4 separate regions of the Mus musculus genome follow, and all the other regions are linked to region 1. Evidence: chromatin contacts called from public Hi-C, promoter capture Hi-C and targeted proximity ligation data. All regions are on one chromosome and are shown on one strand. The core of a region is the stretch at or near the end of the contact, and the rest is flanking DNA. Distances in the headings are between cores, read along the strand shown.

Region 1 (6,125 bases), core at 2,561-5,060:
TCTGACGCTTGCCTGCCCAGCTTAGGGATGCTTGCCGCCAGGTGGCTGACCTCCATGCTGCTTCATTCTAAGCAGTGTGGTTTTTGTTCCTTTCCTTCTCCTCCCTTGCAGGCAGCTGTGGTGTTTACAGCTTGCCTTCTTTGGGGTTCTCCTTTTAAATTCTAATAAATTGTGCTGAGTTTCTGCTTTCTTTGTTCTCCAGCCTATCCGTGTCTGTTCTTAATTTTTTTTATTAATGAAACTAAGAACCCCAAAAGAGGACCCTCAAATCATAAAAGGGGACTCTTGCTCTGCTGAGACTCCCCAGTATTTCTTTCCTGTTCCCCCTCAACACACAAATTTAGACATATTTGGAGATGCTAAGATATCAAAGGCTACTTTGGATGCAAAAGCCCCATCTTCTAAGTGTCTAAAGTGAGGTTATGACTGCCTCAAGGCATGGTTGAGGGGAAGGTTTTTATTATAGATATGAGAAAGAGAAAAGTTAGAGGCATCTGGAAGAGTCTAGAGCAGGAAAAGAAAGTAGATTAAACATGGCTAGAAAACTGAACTGGACCAGGAGAAGAGGAAACAGGGATTGAGTGAGAGAGAAGAGAGCAAAGAAGAGAAAGGGCCAAAATGACCAAGAGAGCAAAGAGAATGTGTATGGCCAAAATGGCAAGGTTATATGGGAATAAGAAGCTGGTGGAAGAGTGTTATGGGTCTGGGGTTGCTCAGAGATTCACCATGACCATGAATAAATTTTAACAAATGAGAGGCTTTATTGTATACTGGTGCCTGGTCTACACGAGGATTCTCAAAATGCAGCACTTATCCGTATTTACCCTGGGTTTATAATGGCAGAAGCCATGAGGCTTTAGGGGTGTGGAACTACTTCTCATCCTGCATGCCTTTTACAATAGACACCCTGTAGATGCCTCAGCCATCTCCGGCAAGCAAGCAGTTCTAACAGAAGCATCACTGGGATTAGTTCCCAGGACCCACTGTCTTTCAAGAACAACAGAGGCAGTAGAATTTACAAGGATAGGCAGTTTCTTAAGATTTGCTCAACTATCCCATTCTGCAAAGTTATCTATCTTGGGCAAGTTCACCAACAGGAAACATTTCACAAACGAACACATTACAAGTTGAAGTGATTTCCTCATGGATTCTTTCAATACAATGGTGTTGAAGTTTTGAACTTGTTATTCTCTATCATAGAGAAGCCCATGAGCTGGAACAGTTTAGGGTATGGGTCAGGGTAAGGAGAGGAGGATGCCAGCCAGCATGAACTCTGTAACAAGTACTTGAGATACTGAGAGAACCTGGAAGCCATCATCATATGCTTTGTGTGCTGATTGGCATCGGAGTTAGACATTTGTTCCCAGTTTCTGATGGACCTGACACTAAGTTCCACTATGGAAGAGAAAATTATTTAGTAGCCATTCTCCTAGAGCCCCAGAAAACAGGAACCACCATCACTATCAACCATCACCCCACTTGCCTGTTAGAATTAAATCAGCAAAACATACAGTTGTGTTCCGTTCAGCAATTTCTAAGGTCTTCTTCAAGTGTTGCATCCTTGAGGCCTCTGCCACCCATTCAGGCCAACATTTGAACTTTTTTCTTTCCCATCCTTTTCTCTCTGCCCAGTCCTGCCTCCTTCCCCTTCCTTCCCGTTCCCTGCTTCCTCTCTCCTTCCTTAACCTCCCTTTTTTCTTTTCCTCTTCTCTCCTCATACCATCCACAACTGTCCTCCCTACTGGCTTTTCTCAGGAGACAACACACTAGGCAGCTCCTGAGCCAAAATGCTTCAATCCACCATTATACTGCTGAAGCATTCACTAGCTCAAATGTCAAAAAGGTAGATGTTGGTTTAAAAAAAATACTTATTTGCTTTGAAAATTAACAAGATGCACACATAAGTACTTGGCAGATGCTCTGCCGCAGTGCAGTGCTCAGTGGTTTTTATCTCTTCATTTCATTTCATTTCTAATCCTTCCTTTCCTCTTCACCTAAGCTCAGTGATTTGTTCTGAAATGCAGCATCATGGTGCAGTGGGAGGGGGTGCCTTAGTGAGCCCTTTTATAGCAAGCCAGGCTTGTACCTGGCTGTTGCTAGGTAACTGTTAGGAGGAGCCTAGAAGAAATGCTAACACTCAGAACAAAGGGAATCTAAAAGGTGAAGACCACAGTAACATCACCATGACTCTTAAAGAATTATGCCCTCTGTAGTCTAACCTTAATATCAAATAACTAAAATTCTTATTTAGGTCCACTACACAATGGCTACTCGACTGACCAATCTAGATTTTGTGATCCTGTATGAAGACATCTCTCTACTACTATAAAAGTTAGAACTAGACATTCTGATGAAAGCAAGGGGTTTGTTTTGTACGGCCTTGGTCTGGTTGCAGACATTATTTTGTTGTTGTTTTGTTCTTGGAAAATATCAAGTATTGGAAACAATCATTTATGAAAATTAACCAAACATAGGTGTGGCAGTGCTCAGCTGTAATCCCAAAACCAAGGATACTGAGGCAAGATGATTGTGGATTTAAGTCCACCCTGGGCTACTAATAATACCACCTCTGCTACTGCCTCCTCCACCTCTTTCTCCTCCTTCTCTTCCTCCTCCTCTCCACCACCACCACCGCCATCATCATCATCTTTCAGAAATTTGTAGGAAATTAGTGATCATTACAGTAGTGTGGTCAGATGGAGAAGACTCCATATTCTTTGTGATTAGTACAGAAATTGAAAATGCTTCTAAACATTTCCATCACTTTGGTATAATCCCAACGGACAAGCTCATGAGAAGTGGACTTTTCTTATTTGAGAGACCAGCAGTTCAGAAGTCCTATTGAGTTGCACGAGGCTGGAGCTGCTTATTAGTAATGCGCAGAAGGGTTCGCATGCTAGGCAACTAAAGACTGAATGGAGAGGGGTAAAGGACTGGCCCTCTACATCAAGTAGATTAAAAATCGTGTTCTATGTTGTTGAATAATTGATCTGTCAATATTAAAGAGTTCATTTTTAAAAGGGTCATTTAAAAGTAGAAACATCAAATGATATGTGTATGTTTCTCATGAAAAACATTGTAAGACATGTTTTCATTTTTGCCCCTCCCAGTCAGTCCTCTGGCTAAAGGATGTGTTGGCGCTAAACCATCAGCTTTGAGAGCACTCTGCCATCTTGTGGTTGTAGTCTGTAACGGATTGTCTTAGCCCAAAGAGTTTAGATAATCTTAGCCACAGACCAAATACTTCAAAAAGGCCACTTTCAAAGAATGGAATGTACTGTGGAAATAGGAAAGAAAAATAACTTCCCATGTATCTTCATTTATTTGTTAGTTTAACTACTTTTGAGACTCTGTATTTCAGACTGGCCTGGTACTCTCGGTATAAAGAAGGTTGGCCTCAAACTCAGAGTTCTCTCTGCCTTCCCGGGTCTGGGATTAAAGGCGTGTATCACCACGCCCGGCTCCCCAGAGCTTTAAACAGGCTTCAAGACCTTAGAAATGTCTGCTTGACATCGGTATGCTCTATGGGTGCCTTTAAAATGAGTCACTTTGCATTGCTGTATGGTAGGAGCATGGGAGATTTGAGCCCCATCAGAGAGTACCAAAACATTCCCATTCAAATTATGAATAAGTAAGGCTATAGGTCCCAACACACTAACTTTGGCTGGATTCTAGGGAATAGGAAAGTCTCTGCAAGACGACCCAAGACGACTGAGAAAGAAAAACTACAAATCCCAGAAAGCTCAAGGAACAACCTAAAACTCCCAGCATGCCTGAGGGACAACACGGCGGCTGCGCAGACTGGCGCGCGGGTGCTCCTGGGATGTCAGCATGGCGGCGTTCGCAGATTTGGATTTAAGAGCGGGCTCAGACCTGAAGGCTCTGCGCGGACTCGTGGAGACTGCTGCTCACCGTGAGTCTACTGGCTTGGCTCTGTCCCCCACACCATCCAGCTTTGTTTGGTAGTTTTTTCAGGCCCCATTCCGGTCTCTCGTGTGATCTGCCTGACGTCCCTAAAGGCAGAGAATAGCTGCAGTATCACCCGGATCCCCTGGGTGAGAAACTCGGGCTCTTGACAAAGCTGTTGTTGTTTGTGTTTGCCCAGTCATTCGTGCAGAGGGAGAGAACGGAGGCCTAAGGGGTCGAGGCATTGGCATGGAGCCTGCGAGCTGATGAATGATAGGAACAGGGACTGGTCCCCTCAGCCAGTGCTTTTGGTATCAGCCCCTTTTGAGTCACACGGCATCTGTCAAATACAGAAAGCTGGGTCTCGGGCAGGAACTGCTGTGGGAGCTTAGAGAATGGGAAGGGCGTTACCTTATTTCTCTCGAGCATCTCAAGTGCCTTAAGGATGAACGTTGATCATGTGAGCTCTCACCTGGCATAGGGCCTGCCAAATAATAGATTCTCAAATCCCTTCGAGAGGAAGGAAAGTAGGGCGTTATTGGGCTGACTGGGAAGACGAAGGGCCGCTATTTTATCATTACCATGCATTATTCTTTTAATATTAATACACTATTATCCTGTCAGTATTTTAGGCAACTTAAAGACAAGAGTCGTGATTTAAATGTATTGGGGACAGGGCACTTGTCTGTTGTGATGGTAAGACAAGCCTGTAGTGTCCCTCGTCTGTTATTGTAGAGTACCTCAAAAGAGATGTGAGGGAGTCATCACTCCATTGCTCCGTAGGAAAGGGAGCAAATGTGAGGGGGATCGCAGAAGAAAGAAATGATAACAAAGGTGACAGAAAGACATAAAACTTGAGTCTTTAGCATTGTGTTAATATGAACCACAGCCTAAATATGTGCCTGGCTTCTAAATGTGGCAGCTAAATATGTGCACTCTTCTAAAATACTGGTGCTGTTTCACTTCATTTTCATGACACTTGAAAGTCCTGTCTGCTGTTAACATCATGGGACAGGTGAAGAACCTGAAACTTCACCTTAAGTCACAATAAACAGTAGGGCTCAGGATCTGCCTCCTACCCCACCCCCTTATTTTCCAGGTCTCGGAATTGAATCCAGGACTCTGTGTATGCCTAGCAAGCATCCTGACACTTAGCTACATCCCTATTGTCATGCCAGACTCTTGAATCTCTTATCAATATGATCATTGTGAACAAGAAAGTATATTTTTTAAATGATCTATTTTTCTTTTCAGTGGGATACTCAGTTGTTGCCATCAATCACATTGTTGACTTTAAGGAAAAGAAACGGGTAAAGTAGAATTTCTCATGTAACTGGTTGCTAAATACAAGTGTTTATAAATCCTTGTGTCTGTGTTGGGAATATGGATCTAGAGACAAGTGTACTAGTTAACTGTTCTTGTTGCTATGACCACATACCTGCAAAGCAACTTAAGGAAGGAGGAGTTTATTTTGCTTATCCTCTGACGGTATAGTCCATCATGGCAGTAGGAGCGTGAAGTGGCTGGTCACAGCTTCTCCTCAGTCATGAAGCAGAAAGAGACAAATGTTGGGGCTTCGCTCACCTCCTTCTTTAGTTAATTCGCTCAGGCTCCCAACCCGTGAAGTAGCACAGCTCCCGTTCAGGGTGGAAACACCATCATAGAAATAGACAGAGATGTGTTTCTGTGGTCATTCAAGGATCCTTCATCCTAAGCATGTTTCTCTTTTGCGGCAAGGTCTTATATGTCTCACTCTGGCCAAGGATGATGGCCTCCTGCCTCTGCCTTCCCAGTGCTGAGATTACAGGCTCATAGGGAAGGCCTTAGGGATTTTAGAAGGCATGTACCAACTGAGCTGTATCCTCAACCCTCAACTATATTTCTTAAAAACCCTGTGTTTCAGGGCCCCCAATGGAGGAACTAGAGAAAGTACCAAGGAGCTAAAGGGTTCTGCAACCCTATAGGTGGAACAACAATATGAACTAACCAGTACCCCCAGGGCTCGTGTCTCTAGCTGCATATGTAGCAGAAGATGGCCTAGTTGGCCATCATTGGAAAGAGAGGCCCCTTGGTCTTGCAAACTTTATATGCCTCAGTACAGGGGAACGCCAGGGCCAAGAAGTGGGAGTGGGTGGGTAGGGGAGTGGGGGAGGGTAGGGTATGGGGGACTTTTGGGATAGCATTTGAAATGTAAATGAAGAAAATACCTAATTAAAAAA
Region 2 (6,125 bases), core at 1,255-3,754, 840 kb after region 1:
GGCTCTGGCTCAGGGACTGAGTGGAGCTGGTATCAAATCAGGGGAGTAAGGCAGAGTGTGTTTCTACAGCCACTATAAACTGGGGATATACATGGATCCTCAAGAAATGTATAGGTCTAGTAGTCAGTGCCATGCTTCTCAAAGTCAGCATGCCATAGAATTATAAATGTATTTCATTATAGAACACTGACCTAGAAGCTGGTGGGATCTGGTATCATAAGTGCTATAATGCACTAGATTTCTTTTCAATTCCATTATGTGTAACTTCAGACAACCATACTGTCAAAAATTGTGAACTAGTGTTATTTTCCCCACTCCACAGTTGAGGAATTAAGATACAGAAATTAAGTAACTCGTTCAAGGCTATGCTGTTAACAAAAGGAGTCATCAGAAATGGAGGTTTAGCTCAGAGTCGCACTGTGCCTAGCATGAGCCAGTCCCTGGACTCATCGGCTTAATGAGTAGGGTTGAGTGCTTATTCGGCAGTCATTTGGTTCAGTGCTGTGTGTTCCCATCTAGTCCCTACCAACTCCATCAGCACCATTATTTTCTTCACTTCCCAGATGTAGAAATGAAACTTAGTGATATTATAAAAGTTCTTTGGACACATAGTTGTTATGTGTTATGAGAAAGGACTTAAAAATGAGCCAGTTCAGCCAGGGTGGTGGTGGTGGTGGTGGCACACCACACTTTTAAATCCAGCACACACGAGGCAGAGGCAGGAGGTCAGGGCCAGGTTGGTCTACAGAGGGAGTGCCAGGACAGGCAGGGCTACACAGAGTAATTCTGTCTTTAAAAAACAAAAACCAAACCAACACAAAATGAAATCAAAGTCAGTAGTTAAGAGCACATGACTGGTCCAGAGTGCCTGAGTTCAATTCTCTCAGGAAGCTCCAACCACCTGTAACTTCAGCTCCAGGAATTTTAGATAGTCTCTGGCCCCCTGGCCTCTGTAGGCAGAAGCTACACACATACACATTTTTTAAAAATCTATTGCCTTTGGGGAAAAAAACCAAGTTGATAACAATAGGCCTTTCCTCTCTTCAAAGCTTTAGACTATATATATATGTATATATATATATATGTGTGTGTGTGTGTGTATACATACATATATATGTGTGTGTGTATATATGTGTATATATATATATATATATATACATATATATAGTTTTATTTATATGAGTACACTGTCCCTCTCCTCAGACACACCAGAAGAGAGCATCAGATCCCATTACAAATGGTTGTGAGCCACCATGTAGTTGCTGGGAATTGAACTCAGGACCTCTGGAAGAACAGCCAGCATTCTTAACTGTTGAGCCATCTCTCCAGCCCTGGACCTATATTTTTTGATACTAGGGAAAACATATAGAAAATGTAAACTAGATCATTTCTCTTGCTCAAAACACTCTTCTATACTTCGTATAGAACCCAAATCCTGGGCTTCTAGCCCCACCGTGGAAAAACATCACACTACTTTATAGCTTTGCCTTGTAATGTAAGGGGTAATGTTAGTCACCTGTGCAATACTTTAGCAAGTACTTAGTTCATCTTTTCCTATACAGATCTATTTTACAGTTCACCAAGTTCTTGTGAACTTTCCTGGGTTCATGACATCCCTCCCCACCTTCCACAACCTTTTACAGTGCTTCTCATCATACAGATGACAAGCAGACTCAAAGCCTGAGACATAACTTCTAAATAGGTAACAAGAAGCTAGTGGGCATGTTTTATAAGGAAGGGCGACAGGACAGGTGCTTTTGATGATTAATCTGTCAGTGGCCTATAAACTGGGCTTGCCGAAACTAGAGAAATACTAGTTTGACTACTGGCATTAAAAACAAATTCTAAGGCTATGGTAGTTTACAGAGGAGTGTTTGGCAGTGGAGGGACGGAAGGAGGAAAAGACGGGAAGAAGGGTGATAGGCCTAGGCAAAATCATTAGCAGTCCCTTCACCATTTATGCAGAACTTAATGGTAAATAATAGTAAACACACACTTGAGCCTCCTCCCACCCTCTTCCTCGCGGAACCACACTGCAAATTCTTGGCCCGGAGATTGCTTTGTAGCCCAGACTGACCCCCAATTTCACAATCTGCTGCCTCAGCCTCCCAGGTGCTAGGATTATAGGCCTGCACCACCCTAGCCAGCCCTCGGCAGTGTTTCCTTCTTGACTTCATCCCGCCCACAGCATCGCGACCTGGGCCGGAGTCTCCTTTCTCCAGTTTGTTCCTGTTTGGAAGCCGCCTAGCTGGGTAGTAGGGTCAGGATGGAGAGAGCACTTAGAGACCGAGGTTTGGAACTTTCGGAACTTTAGCTAGGTGATCTTTATCGCTCTCTGGAAGATCAAGACCTCTTTCCGTTTCTCCCATTAATCTTAAAGACTGGGAGCCGGGCTCCCGATCCACGCTGCCAACCCGCTCCCACTGCCGCGGGGCGCTGCTACATTCCGCTCGCCGGCAGGGAGTGGGGATGGGGGGGGGGGGAAAACGTGCCGGTGACGTCACTTCCGGCGTGCAGACGCTAAGTCCGGCGTGCCGGCGTCTGCGTCAGCAGAGAGCGGGGCTGGGGGCACCCGGTTTGAAGTGGTGCGGGTCAGAGCGGCGCCGCCTCCGCCCGTGTGTGGGACCCTGGTCGCTGCGGAGACGAGCTCCGGTGGCCGGCACATGCCGGAAGGCCCGTGCGGGCCGCTCCACGCCGCGCCGCCTGCCGCCCTGCGCCCGGCGGCCTGGGCCTGCGCCGCTCTGCTCGGGAAACGAACGCCGGAGCGGCGCGGCGTGTAGCTCCCTGAGAGTTCCGAACCGCCGGCGCCGGCCATGGCGGTCTCCAGGTGGGTGTCGCCGCCCGTCAGCTAACGGGGAGCGCGCGCGGGCGGGCGGGCGAGGCTGTCGGTCGGCTCCCGGCGCGACGGTGCGGGGCGTGAGCGCTGCTTCTCGTTCGCTCGCCCAGACTTCCGAGGCTTCCCTCGGCTGGCAGGCGCTTTGGGCTCGGGTTACCCGGAGAAGTCGGCTCACGAAGCGCTTTTTCTCCTGGTTAAATGTGACTCGGCGCGTTCGATCTGGCTTTTTTTTTTTTTTCTTTTTTCCTTTTTTCTTTTTTCTTCACCACGTTGCTCCTCTTTGGTTTCTCTTCCCTCTTTGAATTTCTAGGCGAGTTTCTTTTCTTTTTCTTTCGTAGTATCAAAGTCTGTTCCCAAACCACCATTTCACGGCAAAACTTGGTAGTAACTGTCGATGGAGGCGGGGGTTGAAACACTGTTATCTAAGAGACCATCTGGTTATGCTAAATTTTAAAAAAAATTTACAGCGTAACGGGTATAGTCTTGCTCACTTTTTTCTTGAGGTCTAATTCCTCCTTTTTGTTAAGCAGTAAGTATTCTGTCAATCAGCGTGTGGTCTTAAGCAGATGACTATTTTAGCATCTTTCCCCAAGCGTTATCACAGATCTTAAATTATTGTAAAATTTTGCCCACGTGGAAGAGTCTGGGAAAATTATGGAAAGACGTATAAACATTTAACTTGTGTAGCTTCTGATGATAGAATGAGTTGAAAACTTGGAAATGATTTTGGTGTCCCGCTGACGTTTAAGTCGTCGGGATGGTCTCTCCGTGTTTAGTCATTAAGAGTTACCAAAGTCCTTTAGGGATGATGAGATAATGAGAATTGAGTCCTTTCACCAAATGGACTGAGGGAGATAAATGACGAAAATAAACAGCTTTCACTAATTTTTCGAAATTAGTTGAACACATTCCTTTATGCACACTCTTATAAGGAAGGAGTAACCCAAGTCACACACTCCCTAGGTAACTGATGAAATAGTGTGTGGGAGAATCCCATGGGAGCTGAGTGAAGGGAGTTGCTAGGTACTGGTAGTAGGGACAGCTAATTTTTATTTCATAAGCAGACTTAGTGGGAGAAAGACTCTTATTTCAGCACCTATGAAACTGCTTTAAGAGAATACAAGTGGCATTTATTTCTGCAAGTACAGATAGATTTATCTTATAATTTATCTTCCATGTAAATGCATAAATATATACACCAGAAATATGTTGGTACATGAGCATGAGATTTAAAGTCTCTTTTCTGTCTTCTCTTTCTTCTTTGAGACAAGGGGCTCATGTAGCCCAGGCTAGCCTCGAACTCAGAAGGAGCTTTGGTTCTGGGATTAGAGATGTGGTGTTACCTGGCCTTCTCAGGGTTTTTTAATTTAAGGGAATTAGTACTTCCTTTCGTGAAGTAGGTTTATATTTGTACAATGTTGGAAAGCGTTATAGAGGCAAAATGATAGTGCTTTAAAAAAATTGATCTTTTTCGCTTAGCACTAATCTATAGATCCAACTTTTGAAAGAAAGAGTGGGCTTTAAAGGCTTTTGGTCCTCATGATCTGCTTTCAAAGAGAACTGCTGTTTGTTGTTCCTGTTTTTTTTTTTTTTTTTTTAAAACTCACTGCCATAATTAAAGCCAGCCACATTTTATAGAAGCTTCTTCCATGCTTAGTTTAGTAATCTAAATGTAAGCGAAGGCTTTGGATGCCTTGCTTGGGAGGAGGTATTGGACTTTTAAAAATATTTGTGGATTCAGTTTGAAAAACAAACTTTGTAGTTTCAGGTCTGATGTCATGCACTAAGCATAAGTCTGTGCTGAGTAAGCTCCATTTTTCTCTCGTTGCTATTGTGGAAGTGGGGATTCCTTTAAGTACTTTTATGTAAAATAGGCAGAATGTAGTTTGAGAAATGGAGATCGTGTGCCAGAATCAAATAAATACTTTTGCTCTGTTTATGTCAATGCCCATAACTGTAGAGAAACCTTATATTTTTAAGACCCCTTAACCTCACCCCACAAGGGTTACTCTGTGTAACCTTGGCTGTCCTGGAACTTGTTCTGGTTCTGTAGAGTACACTGGCTTTGAATTTAGAGATCCACCTGCCTCTGCCTCCTGAATGATGGGATTAAAGGTATGTGCCACCACTGCCCAGCATTTTAAGATTTTATAAACATTGGTACTGTTGCTCCTTCTTCTGTCCGGAAATCTGGAGTAGTCTTCCTGTCTTTTTCATTTCCTCTTATCTAGCCAGTCACTAGGTCCAATCCTGCCCCACCTTTCTAAGCTTCCTGCAGCCCCTCTTTCTGACTTTCTATAATTGACGCGTTATCCAAACTCCAAACGTCTAGTCCAAGACATCTGCAATAGGTGAGGGGGCGTACACGCACTCTTACACACACACTCAACAACACAAACTTTTTTCTTCCTTTCTTCCCTCTTTTTCTTTCATTTTTTTTCTTTCTTTCTTTCTTTCTTTCTTTCTTTCTTTTTTTTTTTTTTTAAAGGAAAGGGGTTTTATTTTGGCTCAGTTTGAGAGTAAAGTTGGTCATGGTTAGGAAGGCGTGTGGGAACATGAGACAGTTGGACACACTGCATCCACAGTTAGGAAGCAGAAAGAAATGCTCTCTTTAAAAAGTTTTGTGTGGCCAGGCATGGTGGCACAACGCCTTTAATCCTAGCACTCGGGAGGCAGAGGCAGGTGGATTTCTGAGTTCGAGGCCAGCCTGGTCTACAAAGTGAGTTCCAGGACAGCCAGGGCTATACAGAGAAACCCTGACTCAACCCCCCCAACCCCCCCCAACAAAGTTTTGTGTGAGGGGCTGTTGAGATGGCTCAGTGATTAAGAGTGCTGACTGCCCTTCCAGAGGTCCTGAATTCAATTCCCAGCAACCACATGGTGGCTCACAACCATCTGTAATGGGATCTGATGCCCTCTTCTGGTGTGTTTGAAGACAGCTACAGTGTACTCATATACAAAAAATAAATACATAAATAAATAAGTATAACCGCCTTCACCTGCAGCAGCAGCAGCAGCAGGAGGAGGATCTGACCAGCTCACAGCAGCTTTTTTCTTTGTACTTGTTCTTGTTGGCATCTCCAAATTATTTATCACTTCAGTCATGTTATTTGCTAATATGCAATTTTTTTTTTTTTTTTTTTGAGACAGGGTTTCTCTGTATAGCCCTGGCTGTCCTGGAACTCACTTTGTAGACCAGGTTGGCCTCGGAACTCAGAAAGCCACCTGCCTCTACCTCCAGAGTGCTGGGATTAAAGGGATGAGCCACCACACCCGGCACAAATTTTAA
Region 3 (6,125 bases), core at 1,458-3,957, 820 kb after region 1:
GTTCACTGAGACTTGGACTCACAGAGGTGCATGTGTCTCTGCCTCCACCAAGCCCTACATTCCCCAATTTCTATTGTACATTGGAGTCTTTTTCTTTTTCTTTTTTTTAAATACAGATACCAGACTCTCAGCATTCAGTTTACACTGTAGTGTGACCAGTGCTGTGAGGGTTTTGGTTTTGGTTTTGGTTTTTGGTTTTTGGTTTTTGGTTTTGTTTGTTTGTTTGGTTGGTTGGTTGGTTTTTCGAGACAGGGTTTCTCTGTAGTCCTGGCTGTCCTGGAATTCACTCTGTAGACCAGGCTGGTCTCGAACTCGGAAATGTACCTACCTCTGCCTCCCAAGTGCTGAGATTAAAGGCATGTGCCACCACTGCCCTGCAGTGCTGAGTTTTAAGAAATCCCCAAGTGTTTTATTCATTTATTTTGTTTTAAATATTTATTTATTTATTTTATGTATATGAATACACTGTAGCTGTCATCAGACACAAGAGCGCATCAAATCCCATTACAGATATTGTGAGCCACCATGTGGTTGCTGGGAATTGAACTCTGGAACTTTGGAAGAGCAGTTAATGCTCTTAACTGCTAAGCCATCTCTCCAGCGCCATCCCACCCCCCCAAGCCCCAAATGTCTTATGACCACAATGTTGGGAGACCACTGGCCTAACTTCTATACTTTCTTTGACCTTTTTTAGATTTATTTTGTTTGTATGCATGAGTGCCTGTCTGATGCTCTTGAAGACCCCCAAAAAGGATTAGATCCCCCGAAACTGGAGTTACAGGTGCTTGTGAGCCCTACCTCAATGTGGGTGATGATTTCCAACCAGGATCTTCTGCAAGAGCAACTTGCAACTTCTGCAAGTGCTCCCTACTGCTGAGCCATCTCTCCAGCCCTCACTCCCCTCTTTTTAGACAGGGTCTCACTACATATTGATAGCTGGCTTTGAACTCACAAAAATCTGCCTGCCTCTGCCATCCAATATGCTGCGGTTAAAGGTAAATGCCACCACAACGTGCTACTTTTGTGCTCAATCTGTTTCTCTCCCCCTTCTTCTCCTTTTAAATATTTTTTTAAGATTTCTTTTTATTTTATGTGTACAAGTGTTTGCCTCCATGTGTATATGCACAACATACACGCCTGGTGTCCTGGAAAGCCGAAAGAGGGCGTGGGATCCCCTGGGATTGGAGTTACAGATTGTTTGGAGCCAATATTGTTGAGGTCTGCCACCCTAACCCCCAGCAAAACTGTAGCCATGTTGTTCCATGCCTGCCAGCTATTTCATATTGTTGCTGTAAAATGCCTCCAAGTCATTGCCACAGAAATACAACTTGACTCAGAGCAGGGTCTCTGTTATGTTCTGTAAAAGGTTTGTTAATCTTAAGAAAGTCCACAAAGCTTTACGTAGGACCCATCAAGTTAAAGGTCAGTATGAACTGTTATGAGTCAGAGCTGACCACTAGGCAGCACTTCCTGCACCTGCGTATGAACTCATTGTGGGTTTGGTTTTTTTTTTTTTGTTGTTGTTTTTTTTTTTTTTTTTTTGAGGGGGGTTGTTTTTTTCCTTTATAAGCTGACAGAGAAAGATGTTCGTTGTCATAGCTTCAGCTCACGAAGTCTGAACTATGTTCCTGGTCTGATCAGTATTAGGGTGTGTGCTCAGTAAACCATCCCTGACTGAGACTGGCGTTCATGTAACCACATGCGGAGCAACTTATGGATCTCAACAATGTTCATGCTAGAAACCAAACAAACCTCTGTCCTCTGCAATAGCAACGAGTTTTCTTAATCATTGAGCCATCGCTCCAGCACCCACGTATAAGTTTTTGGAAGGAACTGTGCAGGGATGGAATTTCCCCCTCCCACCTGTTCCCCGGCTTCCAAAACCTTGACTCCTTAAGACTTCTCTGTCCAGGGTACCTACAGCATCCTGAACTCATCCTTCGGGAATACTGGGAATAAAGGTATTATGTGCTTTTCTTCAGGGTACTAGGCGGTCAGTCCCTAGTCACCCTTAAATCATTACAGACTCCCTGAGTATCACTGCTTGAAGTGACAGATTTGAGCTGTGTTTGGGCATTTCATTCTGCTCATCTTGCATGCTAATTTACTTTCTCTAGTTAAATGGATGGACTTAATCGAACTTTCTCTGTTATGATCGGATGCTAAAGGGAAGTTAGTCTAAAACCTCCTGATGGGTCAACTCCGAAGCCCTTAAAAGGAAACACTATTTTGTTTTACCAAATATCTCAGGGAATGTTGCCAGCGCAGGCTTATTAATAAAAAGGTCACAGAGCAGGCTCAGAGATTGGACCTCGGTTTTCTGGATTGTTCTTTTCATTTAGGTTGCCACAGATTAAAACCCGATTTCCTCATATATGTTTATATTTTGCAAAACATGACGTATAAAATTAAACAATGGCGACTCCTTTTTGTCCCGTAAACATGGACTTGATGAAAAGGCACACCACCTTTTGCAGCTGTGCCATGCTTTATTTCCAAAATGCAGACAAAGAAATTCACCAAACACCAGCGAGTTACATTTCGGAAGCTGTCAGAATGCGAGACGGGACGACCTGGCCTGCAGTACCACGGTAACTGTCCCCGATCTTGGCCCCACGTTTCTAATTGCAGCGACGCCCGTAGACTTCTTAATGTCCCTGCTTTGTAAGCCCACAGGGTCGCCTGAATGGCGGCGAAGGTAACGTGACCGTGCGGCGCCAGGGCGGCCGGGGAGGGGTGCGGGCTTGGCCAGTGGGAGGGTGGGACATGAAGAGGCGAAATCACCCCACTGGCATCAGACCACCCGACCCTTTGAGCGACGGAATGTGGGCCGAGCAGAGGCCCCTGGCCCACGATTAACCCTGTGCTCGCCGGGGCGGGGAGCGGGAGGGGAGTCAAGTTAGGGGGAAAAGGCGCTCCAGACACCTGACCCGCCCTGCTGGGACGAGTCGCGTTCGCCCTCCCTGGCTCGTGCATAGGACTTTATTGGTATATCTGTTTCTAGAGCCTCACTGTTTGGTCACCCTAATTCCATTTTCTAGAACCACAAGGTCTCACCGCAATTTAAATAATTTAGGAAACAGGAAATCGTGGAGCTGGGCTTCTCTCACTGGAAGATACGGCCCAACCTGGAGCCTAAAACGGCTGTCCTGTCGGGGGTGGGGGGTGGGGGCACATTTGTGATTCCGACCCTTGAGAAGCGGAGGCAGGAGGATTGTGATGCTAAAAAGATCACTGGGAAGTTTCCCCATCCAGAAGACTTTGAGAAACAGTTTCTCACAAAGTGAAAACAGATTGCGGGGTGGGGGTGGGGTGGAGAGATGGCCCAGTGCTCTTCCAGAGATCCTGAGTTCAATTCCCAGCAAATAGATGGTGGTTCACGACTATCTATAATGGGGTCTGATGCCCTTTTCTGGCACGCAAGTAGGTCACTCATACATAAGTCTTTTTTTTGTTTTTGGTTTTTTTTTTTTGTTTGTTTGTTTTTGGTTTTGTTTGTTTTTTTCGAGACAGGGTTCCTCTGTGCAGCCCTGGCTGTCCTGGAACTCACTTTGTAGACCAGGCTGGCCTCGAACTCAGAAATCTGCCTGCCTCTGCCTCCCGAGTGCTGAAATAAAGGCCTGAGCCACCACGCCATGACATCTGTCTCAAACCAGGTATGCCTGTAATCCTAGCACCCAGGAGGTCGAGGTAGGAGTAATAGTAAATAAGGGCCAGCCTCAGCTACACAGTGTGGTGGAGGCTATCCTGGACTATATAACACTTTATCTCAAACATGTGTGTGTGTGTGTGTGTGTGTAAGTACAGTGAATTGGAGGTTGGAGGCTATCCTGGACTACATGACACTTTGTGTCACACACACACACACACACACACACACACACATATGTATATTCATGTATATGTATGTACATATAATAAAATATTTCTTTCAAATTAAGTAAAAAAAATGAATAAATATAAAAGAAGATATGCAAGAAAAGGCTTTGTAACTTATGACTGGCTCTTTTTAAATGTTCTATTAGGCAGGGCAGTGGTGGCGCTCGCCTTTAATCCCAGTACTCGGGAGGCAGAGGCAGGCAGATTTCTGAGTTCGAGGCCAGCCTGGTCTACAGAGTGAGTTCCAGGACAGCCAGGGCTATACAGAGAAACCCTGTCTCGAAAAAAACAAAACAAAACAAAAAAAAGTTTAAATGTTCTACTAATAAAAGTTTTGAGACCCAGTCACAGGAGCAAGGATTCTGAGAGTCTGTCCGGTCCACACTGGAGAGCAGAGCAGGAACTCTGGGGGATTCCCATCCCAGGGGAGAGCGCAGTCCTCCTATGTTGGGTGTGGTTTCCAGTATGTCTGACCCTCTTCAGTGCTTAACTAACTCCTGCGAAGAGGATGCTGTACAAAGTAGAAGGCATGAGACAAAAAGTTACAGAAAGCTGCGCATCCCTGAATCTCGGGAGGGTATCATAAACTCCCACGAAGAGATGGACTGCACAGAAGGCCAGAAGGGAAGACCTCTGCCTGAGCTTACTCTGGAGGAAGTCCCAGAAATCACCGGCACATCCTCAAAAAAACAAAACAATGTTAGCGTACAAGCGATTCAGCCTCGGCCTGAGGTCAGAAGAGACCTAGCAATTGCTTAAGTCATGGCCTGCTGCTGTGGTTGCCAGGCTAGCTCTTTCCCTCCCTGCCCCACCCTCTCTATCGTGGGCAGCTCCTTGCTCATTCTCTGCGTGTGCCCTCTTTTTCTCCCTCTCCCCCTTTTCTCTGCCCTCATGGCTCTGCTCCCATCTGTCTGTCTGTCTACATGTCCACTTGTCTGCCTCTATCCCTTCTCCAGGTCCTCGCTCCTCTCTCCTTCCCCCAGGTCTGTTGCATGGTGTTATTATTTTAGGGCACACTTTGGCATGGGCCCACCAAAGGTATCCCCCAGCCTCTTATATTTCATAACAACCATTCGTCACAAAACTGCAGCTATATTCATGTTAGCCAAGATCCAGAACCAATAACCTAGGTGCTCATGAAGAAAATATAAGATATACACACACTAACTTTATTCAGCAATTTAAAAAAAAAAAAAATAGCGGGGCTGATAAGATGGCTCAGTGGGTAAGAGTACCCGACTGCTCTTCCGAAGGTCCGCAGTTCAAATCCCAGCAACCACATGGTGGCTCACAACGATCCGTAACGAGATCTGATGCCCTCTTCTGGAGTGTCTGAAGACAGCTACAATGTACTTACATATAAATAAATAACTCTTAAAAAAAATAGCTAGGTGTTGTAGCATATGCCTTTAATTCCAGCACTTGGAGGCAGAGGCAGGGAGATCTCTGGGAGTTCCAGGCTAGCCTCGTCTACAGAGATAGTCCTGGGCTTTGTTACACTATCTCGACAAAAATAATATAGTGATGATGATGATGATAGTCCGGCTTCAGACCAGGGACAAGGAACTAAGGTGTTTATGTCCTTGTCCTCACTAAAATATGCACCTCAGTCCCTTGTCCCCCGGCAGGAAACCAAACAGTCTACATAATGAGTTCCCAGCCAGGCCAACCAGCACTACATAGTGACTAGCAAGTAGGAAAGCCTGAGAAGGGTACACGCTGGCAAGCTGACAGGAACAGATGCAGAAGTGCAGCTGGGAGGCTGGAGAGATGGCTCAGCTGTTAAGAGCACCAACTGCTCTTCTGAAGGTCCTGAGTTCAAATCCCAGCAACCACATGGTGGCTCACAACCATCTGTAATGAAATCTGACTCCCTCTTCTGGAGTGTCTGAAGATGGCTACAGAGTATTCACATAAATAAATAAATCTTTGAAAAAAAAAAAAAGAAAGAAGTGCAGCTGGGTAACAAGACTAACTCTTAGGATTTTTCCATCACAATAGGCTATTGTTAAAAAGAAAAAAAAGCTTATATATTTAAAAATAACTCATGGAAAAGATTTTGAATTTTCCCAAAACAAAGAACTAAGAAATGTCTGAGGAAGTATATATGCCAATCACCACACTGTCATTATAACTTGTTACATAAACATACGAAAATATGCCCCATAAACATGGACAGTTGCTGAGCATCAATTAAAAAAATTAAAATGGGGGGGGAGGGCTGGAGAGATGGCTCAGTGGTTAAG
Region 4 (6,125 bases), core at 2,524-5,023, 610 kb after region 1:
TAAATGGAAGTAAAAATAGTTTCCTTTGCATACGATTGAAGGTCTGCTTTGTTAACTTTATTAAATACCGTTTTTTAAAAAGACAGTTCCAGCCTTATCTAATTGAAGTAATACATCTAAACCTTTCATACATTGGAACATAGGTAGTGTGGACTAGATGAAGCACCGACTGCTAATAATTATTAATAGCTTCTTACTGCCCTGAGTAACCTTCTACCGGAGCTAGCACACTGGTTCATCTGTGGCTTGGTATGATTCATTGCCCGTCATCTTCTGTGGAATAAATATAAGAAAAGCAGTGAGAGTCAGTGAGCCATGGAAGCAGATTAGTCTTCAGCCAGAGTGATCCAGTTTCTGGGAGTGACAGAACCAGCCCTTACTGATCGGGTACTGGAGAAGGCCCCTGAGCTTCACAGCAATCCTCAAGAGCCTCCTCGTTCTCCCGTCAGAATCTCAAGAGAAGCCTCCCCTCACACCAACAGTGATGAGCGGTCCGCCCGTGTCCCTGGTGGTCTGACGTCACTTCATATGCTTCTGTACTGCCGTACATTCGTTCATCCCAACTCATCATCATTCAGTGTACATACATTGGCGTGTTTCCACTGTCAGCCTAAGTGTGTGAGTGGTCTTTTAGCTTCTAAGGGTTCCTTCAAGCTGTTACTCTCCAGAGACAATATGGTCCTCGTTCCAAACTAGTAAGGAAAGCCATGATTCTGTGTTCGTTCCAGAGACCCATCCAAGTTGAAGAATAAGCTAGTGGGGGGGGGGGGGGAGCTCACAGCTTTGAGATCTGGTCCAAGCAAATCTACATCAGACTTCTAAACCCTGAGCTTCACTTCATCTTCTGTGAGTAGGAGATATCAGATCCCATTATCTTTTTTCCTTCATCCATAAACAAATAACTCTTGAACTCCTAGTGTTTATATGCCGGTCACTGGGATCCACAGTGACAGGGGATGAGAAAGGTCTCTACCCATTGAGCTTATGCTGGAGTCATGGAGAAAACAGAGAGTAACTTTGGTGATGAAGATGAGCGTGGAGAATGAGACAGGACCTTCGTGGGTGAAGAGGAACCACTTTTGACAAGAATGGCCTTTGAGAGGTAGCCATCAGTTTGAGAACTGACAAAGAGAAAGAGCCAGCCGCCATTCTCCAGGAAGATAGCAGAAGAAATTTGTTACAAGGGTGTAGAATTTTCGTTGAGGAAATAGTCAGGGCTGTAACGTGGGGGCATTGAGTGGCCCACAAGGAGGGGACGTGCTGTTTTGTACTGTGATGACATAGAGCCTTTCCTAGGCCTGTCTGTCATGGGACACAATTTGACTCCTTCTCTACAAACATTATTGAGTGCCTACTGCATGCATCCGAGCTCAGCACTCCTAAGGCTAATCGGTGCTCAGAGCCAAGTGTCTGGAGGCCAAGAGCAGTGTATCCTGACCCTTCAGGGCAGCAATGACAATGACAAATAGAGTGGGATTTGGATGCTCTCCCCTGACTATAAGAGGAAACAGACGTCTGAGAACGTCTCATGTTCGAAAGCTTAGGTTTCACCAACTGTGCAGTTTCTAGACGCTGTTCGCTCACACGGAGCGGGCAGGGATCTGGATTTAAAGATTGCCCTACTGGACTTCCAGGCAACCCATTTGTCAGCCAGCCTAGATCTCAAAGCCCAGCATACATGGGCAGCTTCACATACCTGGCAGCATCTGCACAGGGTGGACTAGCCTGACAGGCACATTAGAGTAACGGGGACAACCTAAAAGGCTGAGGCGGCAGTCAAAATACCTAGGTGACAATCCCAGCCAAGTCTCTGGGACTCAAGACTCTGATAACTCTTCAGGCACAATCCTGCCAAGGGAGGGCTAAGCATGGTGGGCACTGCTCACCCAAAGCATCCCTGGAACCCTCAGGGAAAGCACCCCCATCAAGCCACCACCTAAGGCCTAGAAGCTTTCCATCTCAAGGCAGCTGATTTCAAGTTGTTGTTCCGTGTACCTAGCAACTCAGCTGGAGTTGAGCAGCTAAATCGGAATCTTGGTCCTATGTGTTCTTCCCTTTTGGTACACTCGGGAGGAGGTAGAGATTGTTTCTCACCTCATCCAATGAGACAAGAAAGTGCTTGGTGAACATTAAGCAGCTATGGAGAGTTGGGAGTCAGGGAGACTCCTTGCACAGTCCTTAGCAGATCTCCGCTGTCTGCATAGTCTCTTGCCCTGAACCTTGATACATCTATTCTCCACTCCAGGACTATTGTGAAGAATACTTACCTGTCACATGACCGCAGCTATCCCTGGAGTAGTAGTATAGCTCCCCCACCCCCACCCCACCCCCGCTGACTACCTTAACCCTGAACAGCAACCATCTTTTTCTCAGCCTCAACAAGAAGTCTTGGCTCTAGGCCAGCGGACTGGGACGAGTGTGTGGAAAATGTGAGGCGCTTTTCCTTCTTGGGAAGAAAGCCAAAAATGGAGTTCTCTGGAATTCTATAAATTATGCGCCCAGAGAAGATTGAAGTTTACAAAGGAAAAAGGAAGAAACTCCCCCACTATTTGCTTAGTGAGCTGGGTCAGCCCAACTAGTGCCAAAACCCACGTACTTGGCCCATGTTGCTATGTTTGCAAAACAGGCCCATGTTCCAAGAGAGACCAGAGGCCTATACACAGCCAGCCAGATCTCTCTTCAGGCTGCTCTCTGGCCTACTTCAAAGTCCCTTGGATCCCCAAAGTCTGTAGCTTTGTTTCTTGGGCCTGGAAGGCTGAAGCTCAGAGAGGTGGAGCACAGGAGATCTTTCTGCACATTGGCTAGGCTTCACTCTTCCCTGTTCTTCCAAGTTCCCCAGCCTCCCTCCTCCACTTCCTCCTCCTCCCCCTCATCTCTTCCCTCCCTCCTCCTCTGCCTCCTCCTCCACTGTATAAACTCCAAGAGTCAGGATGGCTGATCAGCCTATATCACCTCGAAGAAACCTTCCCTGGTCCTGAGATAGGGTCAGTGCTCTTTCCCAAGGGCCCCACAACACCTTGTCTGTGTCACATGGTATTACTAATCTGGCCATAGTTAGTCTTCCATAGTCATCTCAAAAGCAGAGACTCTCTTGCTGTGGCATCCTCAAGTCACTCTCTCAGTAAAAGAGTCAGTAAGTACCCTTTCTGGCCTCCTATGAGCCACCCTGGGACCTGTTCCCAATTCAGATAGAGAATTTCTCCCAGAAAGAGAAAGGCATACTGGCAGTTGTGCTGTGTTATGTTGTGTTGTGTTATTCTGTTGGGTTGTGCTCCGCCCTGTCTGTCTAGCCCAGTCTCCCATATATCTCAGCCACATGGAAGCAAACTCCAAGCTTTTTCTCACTAGCCTGTCCACTGCTTTTCTCACCATCTCCTTGGTGCCCCCAACCTCTCACCCTTCCTAGGCAACCTTTGAAGAAACAGTCCAACTTCTTCCACACAGAAACCGACCTAACCCTCCCACCCATTCCTCCCCTCCCACTGAGTAGAAACCTGTTGTCACAGACCCATGAACCCCTTTGCCATGCTTACCTCTGACCTCCTCACACTGACTCCGAAGGTCAACCCCAGATCTCAGCTACAGGAGCAGCCCCTGCCTTCATCATCCCCACCCCTAGTCCCTAATGCAGTGCTTGGCACGCTATCACAGCTGTCAGGAAGAGCTTGCTGAGTTAATTCATTCACTAGCACGCAGAAGATAATAATAGCATTCGATGTCACCGGCAGAGTGAGTGCAAAGATTCCAGCAGAAGCTATGCACAAAGAGGAAGAGACCATAGCTGTAGGCTGCAGTGACTTGTGAGGGGGAGGAGAGAGAGATGTAATGGAGGGACAAGATAATTAGCAACAAGACAGAAGGATGGAGGACAGCCTAGGGCAGCAGGGGAAATGAGAAAAAATACAATCTATATCCATATATTCTACCCTGGAAAGGGATAGGAGAGGGACCCTGAAAGAGTTAGTGGGTTAGTGGGAAAGAAAAAGTGTGGATTTGATCAAAATAAAGTCCATTGATACATGATGGAAAAATAACACTAAAACAAAAACTTGGGAAAACCCAACCATGCCTTTAAATCAAGTCAGATCCAGGTCTATTCTGGCTTAAAATGCCAGTGTCATCTCAGTGTTTATGAAAATCCTGGAACATTTTATCCAACCCTGTGAGGCCCATGCATGCATCCCAGCTCTCAAACTCTGGAAAAGGGGAAACTGAGTCCCACGGTAACTTTTATAGGAACGTTATTTTTTTAATAAGCAGATTTATGTACTATTTTTGCTACAAACTTACCTGCCTTTGGTTTGAAATCCTTAGTACACCTTTCCAGAGCTGCTTTCTCATGCAAACAAAGCCCCAGGGGCCTCTGTTGTATAACACAGGCGAGGCTTTTGTTTGTTTGCGTTTCCCCCACAGTGACCCATTTTTAAACTGCCCTATTTAATGCTGTAGGAACCTATTCTGGGATTGTTTATCTTCTAAATTGTTATGGAACCTTAATGTTATACTCTTCAAATGAGATCCACTGAGAACCAGGAGAAGAAGGGGGACTTGTTTTTCCTTTTGCTAGCTGCTGTGGCCCAGCTTCAGGCCCATCCCTGGGCCACGGGTCATCTGGAAACATTTCTGCCTACACAGAACATATGGTCTGAGAAAAGAAGGGGGGTGTACTCAATAGCAGGTAATTATTTTGAGCCAGGCACTGCCCTGATTACTGAATCTTACTTTCTCCCAAGATCATAAGCAGTAAATATTGTTACTTTCACCTTATAATCAAGAAAACTGTGGCTGAGAGACCAAGGGCTCACCCAGGTCTAGCCACAGGTCAGAATAGGAACCATCCCCCCCACTGTGCTGTACAAAAAAATGGGAGGAGCCACACAGTAAAGGGAAACCACTTCTGATTGCCAGGAGAGAGGTGACCTCAGTTCCCTAACACATCCCTTGCTTCCACTGGGCATGGCGGTTGTAACCGATGTGGTCCAAGCATTTTCCTACAATCCTATTCCCTATAACAACCCGCGGGGAGGTGATTCAAGTCCACCTTGCAGTGAGGGGTCTTTAGAAATGCCCAGAGAGAGTAATTAATCCATGCTGGGTCCCATAGAGGCAGAATTAATGTTTCAACTTCTTCTGGGTTTGTGCAAAGCCTTCTCCAACTCTCCTATACCCTTAAAAGAAGCAATGGGCATGAAGCTATTCAGTTGATCACTATAGTTCTGGGAGGATCATGAAGAAAGAACCTCACAGACAGTACTCAGCAGAGAAGGGCTGGTCCTGAGGTAGGAAGCCATCAACCAAGGAGTACGCATGGCTCCAGCTGCATATGTAGCAAAGAATGGCCTTGTCGTGCATCAATGAGAGGAGAGGTCCTTGGTCCTATGAAGGCTCAATAGATGCCCCAGTGTAGGGGAATCAAGGGTGGGGAGGTAGGAGTGAGTAGGTGGATAGAGGAACGCCCCCATAGAAGCAGGGGGAGGGAGGATGGGATAGGGGGTTTCTTTGAGGTAGGGAAACCGGGAAAGGGGATAACATTTGAAATGTAAATAAAGAAAACATCCAAGAAAAAAGAAAAAAAGAAATATGTGCACAAATTTCAGTTTCCAAGAAGGTTGACAAAAATATACCTGTAAGGCTGGGACACATAAGTCTCATGATTCATTACATCACAGGAAAGCAAGGGCCCTTCCAGCTGTCACCACCAACCCCTAGGCAGCAAGGCTCAGTCCCACAGGGGAGCCTGGGCCAAGATCAAATTACCCAAAGCCATGACTCAAGTCAATACAGTTTAAAATAAGTTAAAAAGCTATGTCATCTGGTTTAGGATTTTAAAAAAATGTTATAAAAACAAAACAAATATACTAGTTAGAACCAACAGGGGAAGTCGGAGATGGAAGCCTCAAGAGAATGCCATCAGAGTGAGCAGAAAGACGGGGAGGCAACTGGTAGGAAGCCTGGTTCAATTCCCCAAGCCCTGGCACAGAACAGGTAGGTATTTACAACATGTGCAAGAGTCCTTCATATTCCAAGTCAACTGTGTGCATTTGGGAGAGTGGAGATGGAGTCAGAGAGGGTCAGAAAAAAAAAAAAGAGAAAATTAAAAACAGTGCCTTCAACTCCTTGGGGTA

Evidence for each region. Promoter capture Hi-C pulls out the DNA fragments that hold promoters and counts their contacts. A called contact is a pair of places that touch in the nucleus more often than the background predicts.
Region 2: a Hi-C map of CD8 T cells shows a contact between it and region 1, with 2.8 times the contacts expected there. A contact is called at or near these places in 6 of 39 promoter capture datasets (the 3T3-L1 cell line, the C10 cell line, the HPC-7 cell line and 2 more), 4 of 484 Hi-C or Micro-C datasets (CD4 T cells, CD8 T cells, cortical neurons and 1 more) and 4 of 130 datasets of targeted methods (astrocytes, large pre-B cells, pro-B cells and 1 more).
Region 3: a targeted proximity ligation map of astrocytes shows a contact between it and region 1, with 2.4 times the contacts expected there. A contact is called at or near these places in 2 of 39 promoter capture datasets (the 3T3-L1 cell line and the HPC-7 cell line), 2 of 484 Hi-C or Micro-C datasets (cortical neurons and embryonic fibroblasts) and 3 of 130 datasets of targeted methods (astrocytes, pro-B cells and stem cell-derived neural progenitor cells).
Region 4: a contact with region 1 is called in a promoter capture Hi-C map of hippocampal neurons, with 2.9 times the contacts expected there. A contact is called at or near these places in 2 of 39 promoter capture datasets (the C10 cell line and hippocampal neurons) and 1 of 130 datasets of targeted methods (large pre-B cells).

Annotation. Positions count from the first base shown.
Region 1 is chr19:36,079,906-36,086,030 of GRCm38.p6, forward strand. It overlaps Rpp30 (ribonuclease P/MRP 30 subunit), which reads left to right and starts at 3,811. Exons shown (of 11, transcript NM_019428.3): 1 at 3,811-3,913; 2 at 5,161-5,216. The coding sequence starts at 3,832.
Region 2 is chr19:36,923,575-36,929,699 of GRCm38.p6, forward strand. Btaf1 (B-TFIID TATA-box binding protein associated factor 1) reads left to right here and starts at 2,505. Exons shown (of 38, transcript NM_001080706.1): 1 at 2,505-2,827. The coding sequence starts at 2,814.
Region 3 is chr19:36,901,639-36,907,763 of GRCm38.p6, forward strand. No RefSeq gene overlaps it. Among named protein-coding and RNA genes, the nearest start is that of Fgfbp3, 15 kb to the right of the region's middle.
Region 4 is chr19:36,685,706-36,691,830 of GRCm38.p6, forward strand. It overlaps Hectd2os (Hectd2, opposite strand), which reads right to left and starts at 3,774. Exons shown (of 5, transcript NR_033510.1): 1 at 3,534-3,774.